Linked DNA regions of Arachis hypogaea: region 1 is linked to region 2. Evidence: chromatin contacts called from public Hi-C data. All regions are on one chromosome and are shown on one strand. Each heading gives the region's core, a stretch centred on a gene start, on an enhancer-like site or on the middle of the called end of the contact. The rest is flanking DNA. Distances are from core to core; before and after follow the strand shown.

Region 1 (3,275 bases), core at 476-2,975, 78 kb after region 2:
ATACGTCAATGTAGGAAATAGAAAAAGAAGAAATGAATGCATTTTTATTCATATGGAAAGGACCTTTCAGTTTTGAAAGGTGTGGAGTGGTTGGCCTCGTTAAAACCTATCCGAGTAAAACCCTCCTTAGACCATCTCCAGTAAAAAACTTATTCCAGTCCCTATTTATGGCCCAACTGTCATAAAAAGTAACTCCACATCAACTTTTGCGTCATAAACAGTAAATAGGAACTCAAAGTATCTCTCTCTTCTCCATTAGGAGGAACTAACTTTAGCCCTTGTTGTGGTCCTACTTAATTAATTAATTAAAATACTTAAAATTAATGTAATTAATTTTTTCAATAATATTATTTAAATTTATAAATTTAAAAATAATTCACTATTAAAAGATATTAATATTAAATAAATTCATATATAACAATAATACACAATATATAATTCGGGATTACACTAATTTGTAAAATTACTTAATACAAAAAAAAACATAATTAAGCTCTATAGTTGACGACAAGCATTGTGAAATTACCATATGTGTTCAATCAAGTCTTCTTTCAATTGTCTATGCTGCTGCCTATTTCGAAGTTGGGCATTTCTTTGGAGAAATTGATGGTATGGTGCAAAATCTTCTACTCCCAGCCGAGGTTGTGATAAGCCATTTTCGACATCATCATACTCTAAGCCTTGAGCAAAATTTCCTGCATAAGTGTCTCTTTCATCCTCAACAATCATATTATGCAATATAATACAAGCTCTCATTATGTTGGCAAACTTCTTCTTTTCCCAAAAGCGAGATGGACCACGTATAATTGCAAAGCGTGCTTGCAACACTCCGAATGCTCGCTCCACATCTTTTCTTTGCCCTTCTTGGTATTGTGAAATAACTTGCGTTTCTCTCCTTGTGGCTTTGAGATTGATTTGACAAATATGGCCCATTCAGGATAAATACCATCTGCTAAATAGTATCCCATAGTATAATTATTACTATTAATAGTATAATTTACCTCCGAAGCACGGTTATTTAGAATATCATCGAACACTGGAGAACGATCTAACATGTTGATATCATTATTTGAACAAGAAACTCCAAAGAACGCATGCCATATCCAAAGGTCTGAAGATGCTACAACCTCAAGTACTATGGTTGCAACCCCACGATAACCACTCATGTACATACCTTTCCACGCCTTTGGATAATTTTTCCATTGCCAATGCATGCAGTCAATGCTACCCAACATGCTAGGAAAGCCACGACCCTCCGCCATTTGTAGCAGGCGTCGTACATCATTTGGATTTAGTTTTTGCAAGTATTCATCCTCGAACACTGAAATGACACCTTCAACAAATTTTTCCAAGCATTCAATTGTAGTGCTCTTGCCTATGCGCACATAATCATCAACAGCATTAGCTGCTATGCCATATGCTAACATCTGTATCGCAGCGGTACATTTTTGGAGTGGTGACAAGCCTCTTCTTCCAGTTGCATCAACCCTCTGTTGAAAATACGGATAGACGTTTGAGAGAGCGTCTACTATCCGAAAGAACACATGTCTTCTCATTCAAAATCTCCATTGGAAAATGTCAGCATTATACACCAGTTCATCTGCAAAGTAATCTTGGAAAAGGCGATCATGTCCTGCTTCTCAATCTCTGTTGATCCATCTACGAGGAGTTGGGATAGAGCTTCTATTGATATCTTCTTCTTCTGAATCTTCGAGTAAACACTCATCGATCCAATTATCTATGAGTGTGTTATCTTGCCGTCTTCTTTTGTCATACAAAGCCTCATTAAACATATCATCAAAATTTCTAGCCATATGTAGAAATGTAATTTTTAGTTCTCTTTCGAGGTGAGAAACAAGAGTTGAAGTGGAGTTGCAGAGTCATTGATAGTTGATATTTATATGTTTATCTGCAATAAGTACCTACTCCTCAACCGCTAGTTTTACAACGGCTACTTAACGTGTAGTTTTGCAACGGCTAGTTTTGCAACGACTACTTAACGACAAGTTTTTTTTTTCTAAATTTAAAACGGCTAGTTTTGCAACGGTCACTTTCATGAACAATAATGGCACAATAATATTGACTAATTTAAAAAGTTACATCAGAAATAAATAAAACAGACTACATCACATACCAGTAATACGCAATAAAAATAAGAACATACTACATAACTCTACGAATACAAGGAACCATTAAGTAAACCACTTAGCGATTATTTTTTCACATGCAATCTCATGAAGAGCTCGTCGTTTTTCACTCATTGTAGATGTGTTAGCATTAAGTATTTGCATATCGATTTTTTTCCCTTTCCTTAGCCATCCTTTCCATTTCCCTTTCTTTTGCATTTATCTCCATTTCTTTAATATACCTCTGAGTTTGTAATTCTTGTTCTTTCATTGCCGCTTGAATTTGTAACTCCTTCTATTTGATTGCCATAATCTTTGCTCTATATTCCCTCTCCTCTTCTCTTTCTTTTTCCCTATCCATTAGTTCATTTTCTCTAACATTCTTAATATCTTCCATGAGAGATAATTTTTTAACAACCGATGATTTCTTTTCGCTAAAATCTTTAGACATTTGTGCTTTTTTCTTACCTTTTCGCTTGCTCTTCTTTGATCCTTGTGGGCAAACGGGAGAGTCCACACCGGGTTCGTCAGCCAACGGTGTTTCTGGGTTTGATGAGGATGAGTATGCTCTAGTTGTATTAACTTTGGTTCTCTTTGAGCCGCCACTCTGTGTAGGTAGTTGGCTTCTCCATTTTGCTCTAAACGAAGCATGTTCCAATGCCTCTCAAAAGTAAATTTTTTACCATAATTTGTGGAATAAAGTTTATAGGCCAACTCCTTTATATCATCAACGTTCGAACCACTCCTTATGTTTCGACTAGCTTGATCGTAGCAACCAGCAAATTGTGCAGCAGCCTTGTTGATCTTATACCATCGTTTCTTACATGCAACTACCCCCTTGTCATGTCGGAGCAAAATTCTTCATAATAGCTGTGAATTTGACTCCAAAATATTTTTCCCTTTTGATCGGTACCAACTATAGGGTCAGTTGAAATATTTAACCATGCACTGATCAGCATCTCATCCTCTTTCCAATGCCAGTGTTGAATACTATCTTGCCTCCGATCTTCAATATCATCATCATTGAGGTGATAGCATCTAATCCACGAGGGTTGGCAAAATCTGAATATTACGAATTTGGATTAGATTGTATAGGAGTCTGAGAGGATGGGTTAGAAGAGCCACCAACATCAGATGAGTTATGTCTTG
Region 2 (3,274 bases), core at 236-2,735:
TAATATTGTCCTTTCAAAACAATAAATTAAATTTTTAAAATCTTATATTTATTAAAACACGGTACCGGACATACCAGAGCCAGTACTGCCGACTTAAGCACCGGTACACATTTTTACAAAAATCTTTCGCAAAAGATACATTTTTCAACTTAGAAAGATTCATTGAAATCAAATTTTATCTTTATATTCTCAAATTAAAACTTCTAAATTTTGAATCTATTTCGGTTACTTAAAAATTATTATTTTATTAAAACAGTTTTACAGAAAAATCTCCGGTTTAAAAAAAATGATAATACTTAATTACTTATATTTTGGTTTGATTATTGTAATTAAAGATGCACTTAAATCAATTTGTGTAGGCAACTAGGCAACTTCATTTTTTTTTTTGGACATGGCCTAAGGCCAAAAGAAATGACCTGGCCCACACAATCAGAACTCAAACCGACCCGAAGAACTGCCCACACAGAGACCCACCCCCAACCCGACCCTATCCTCTCTTCTTCTTCTTCACCTTCAACCAGAGATCTTCCAAAGCTTTCAGCCTATTGTTGCATGTGGATGAAAACGAGCTCCCGGATCCTCATCAGTGACTTCAGTCGGATACTGCAGGTGCTAATTTCTTAAGGTCGTGAAAACTGCGTCTCCTCTGCTTTGAGAAGGCTGCTCCTTGTCTTCAATGGTGGCCATTTGTGCTTCGCCTGGCTTGTTGCTTTCTCACTCCAAAGCGCAAGTGGTTCCGTTCTCCCGAGGGTGTTCTGCCCATTTCTCTAAGAAAATTCTTACTCCTGCCCTGTGGTGACTCCTGTCGTCCCCTCCCGTGGCACCTCCCAAGTTGCATTGAGGCTGCCAGCGACTTCTACCAAGGGCCCTTCTCCCTGTCTCTATTGGTTCGTTGTAGTTCCCAGTTTCTTACCTAAGCATTCCAAATGCTCGAGTCTGATCATCCACTCCAGCTTCTTCACTCTCCCCTGGTTCAACACCCACTCTCACAGGTAAAATCTCTTCTCTGTGTTGTCTTTGATGGCTTGTTGAAAATGGAACCAAATTGGTATGATTTTGTAAATTTTGCTCCTGCTGAAGTGTTGCGAACCCTGCTTCTGTTCTAATTGTATTCTTGATTTGAGTAAGTGGATTGACTATCCACTGCCTCTGTAATCCATTTCTCACTGCTATCGCTGCCAGTTGGTGAGCTAAGTTGTTTCCGTTTCTTAGAGTTCAGGTAACTCCCATATTTGGAGCCTCATTCAGCAGATGGAGAATGTCTCTGATGATTGCGTCTACCTCTGCCAAAGAAGTTTTTGAACTAGGCAACTTCATTAAAGTTTGGTAAATTAGTAGTAGCATGTAGTTTTGACCATCGCATGGCAGATGCTTATAGTGCAAACATGTTTTTGGTATCATGGGCCCAACTATCACAGCCCACAAAGCCCACCATCTTAACTCATCAACCTTGTTTTCGTTCCTCCCGCCTCAGCCCACAACGCCCACCTTCAATCAACCCTTCAATTGACCGCGTGTACCATGTATGTTCCCCATACGGATCTCCCCCCTTCATCCAAGCCCGAGCCAAATACCAAGCCCGATGTCGGCCCAGTCATCTGTCTTTTATACTACATCACCGTTGAACAACTCAATCACATACAGACACTTGCAACCTCAAATAGTGCTAAGCCCACAAAACTTGAGTCCATATCAACGTTCTTGTGGAAGTTGGTAGCTTCAGGCGCTATTTCCTCCGAAACTGGTTATGGTAAATTATGCAAAATTTAGTATCATAAGTCATAACCTTATATATACAAAATACAATTATACTTGATACATGTATGAAGTTGCTTGGCTTTGTTAAGAAATTACATGATAATTAACTGTATATCTTTTTTATTCTTATTAAACTATATTTTTGTTACCACAATTTATTTTTGTCAAACTAATAACAAATTAACTATATATCCTCGATAGAAAGAAAAAGAAAAAAAATATATATACACATATAACTGCGTACATTTTACAATATTAGTGACTTAGTGTATATCAAAATTTGTAACCGTTATTTTAAAATATTTTACACTGATATCTAATCAAATTCTTAGCATTTAAATGAATATTTAAATAATAATTCTTTTGTTAACGTAATAATATATAATTAAATTTTTTTACAAAATATAAAAATAATTTATATAAACACTCATATCCTATTAACTAAAGTCATCATATTTTTATTAACGGATAACATATTTTATATTTTTTTATGAATAATGTTAGATGTACATTAAAATCAGTTATTAATATAAAATATATGTTAAAATATAAAATATATATTGAAATGAGTTAAATAATATATATATATATTGTGGATAATTTTAATATATTTTTGTAATTGTATATATTATAAAAAAAAGTTCAAGAACCATTATAATTTATTATTTTTTATTAATATTTTTAATCATTAGTTCACTTCTTTTATTCTAACAATCTAATAATATATAACTTATATTTTTAAATAATACTGATTAACTATTAACCAAAAATAATATATTCTGCAATCCTATAGTATTCCTGTGTAATATATTCACAACTTGAGATCCAATAATACAATATATATAGGTTGCAACAAAAGGGTGAGAGTTGCCAAGATGGGTGTAATCCTTGATGGAAGTAGGAGGTTGAGCAATGACAAGAAGGAAGCAATGATGAGTTCTTACTTTGGAAACATGCTTTCCATTCCATTTGGTGGCAAACCAATAAATGAGCTAGTGGAGAAGCCGCTAAGTGTGGTAGCCGAGGAGGTTCACGAAATCGTAAAGGCGACGGCAACGGAACAGCACTTCTTACGGCTAGTTGGCTGGGTGGAAGCACTCCGCCAATATATTAGCATTGACCTGAATTTATTGTGAAACCGGTGGAAGTCCATGTTTTGTGGTGTGTTTGGGATAAGGATTTTTCGAATCAAAAGATTGACTTTCTAAGGAGCGTTAGAAATCAGTAAATTTTATAATTTATAGTTATTAATTAGTTATTATTAGTATTTTGATAGTGTAAGATTATATATAATGGTATGAAATTATTCGCTAAAAGACATTTAATCTTTAGCTTCTTTTGTTATTATTCTTTTACAATGATGCTACCTATTTACTATCAATTGCTTATAACAAATTATATTAAGATTAACTGCTAATAGTTAAGAAGGCAAGATGTCTTAGTTAGGGTAGCATATATATATATATATATATATATATATATATATATATATATATATATATATATATATATATAT

Evidence for each region. Hi-C and Micro-C count contacts between places; a contact is called where the count stands out from the background.
Region 1: a contact with region 2 is called in a Hi-C map of leaf, with 3 times the contacts expected there. The contact joins the promoter of LOC140183025 here to the enhancer-like site in region 2. A contact is called at or near these places in 2 of 8 Hi-C or Micro-C datasets (both in leaf).

The regions. Positions count from the first base shown.
Region 1 is chr20:31,932,030-31,935,304 of arahy.Tifrunner.gnm2.J5K5, forward strand. It overlaps LOC140183025, which reads right to left and starts at 1,726. Exons shown (of 3, transcript XM_072231024.1): 1 at 1,591-1,726; 2 at 1,002-1,333; 3 at 162-176. The coding sequence starts at 1,726. The coding sequence ends at 162.
Region 2 is chr20:31,854,041-31,857,314 of arahy.Tifrunner.gnm2.J5K5, forward strand. No RefSeq gene overlaps it. Among protein-coding and RNA genes, the nearest start is that of LOC112783241, 14 kb to the left of the region's middle. Within about 2 kb of position 1,486, at least 3 of the 3 cell types and tissues checked have open chromatin away from gene starts, as enhancers often do.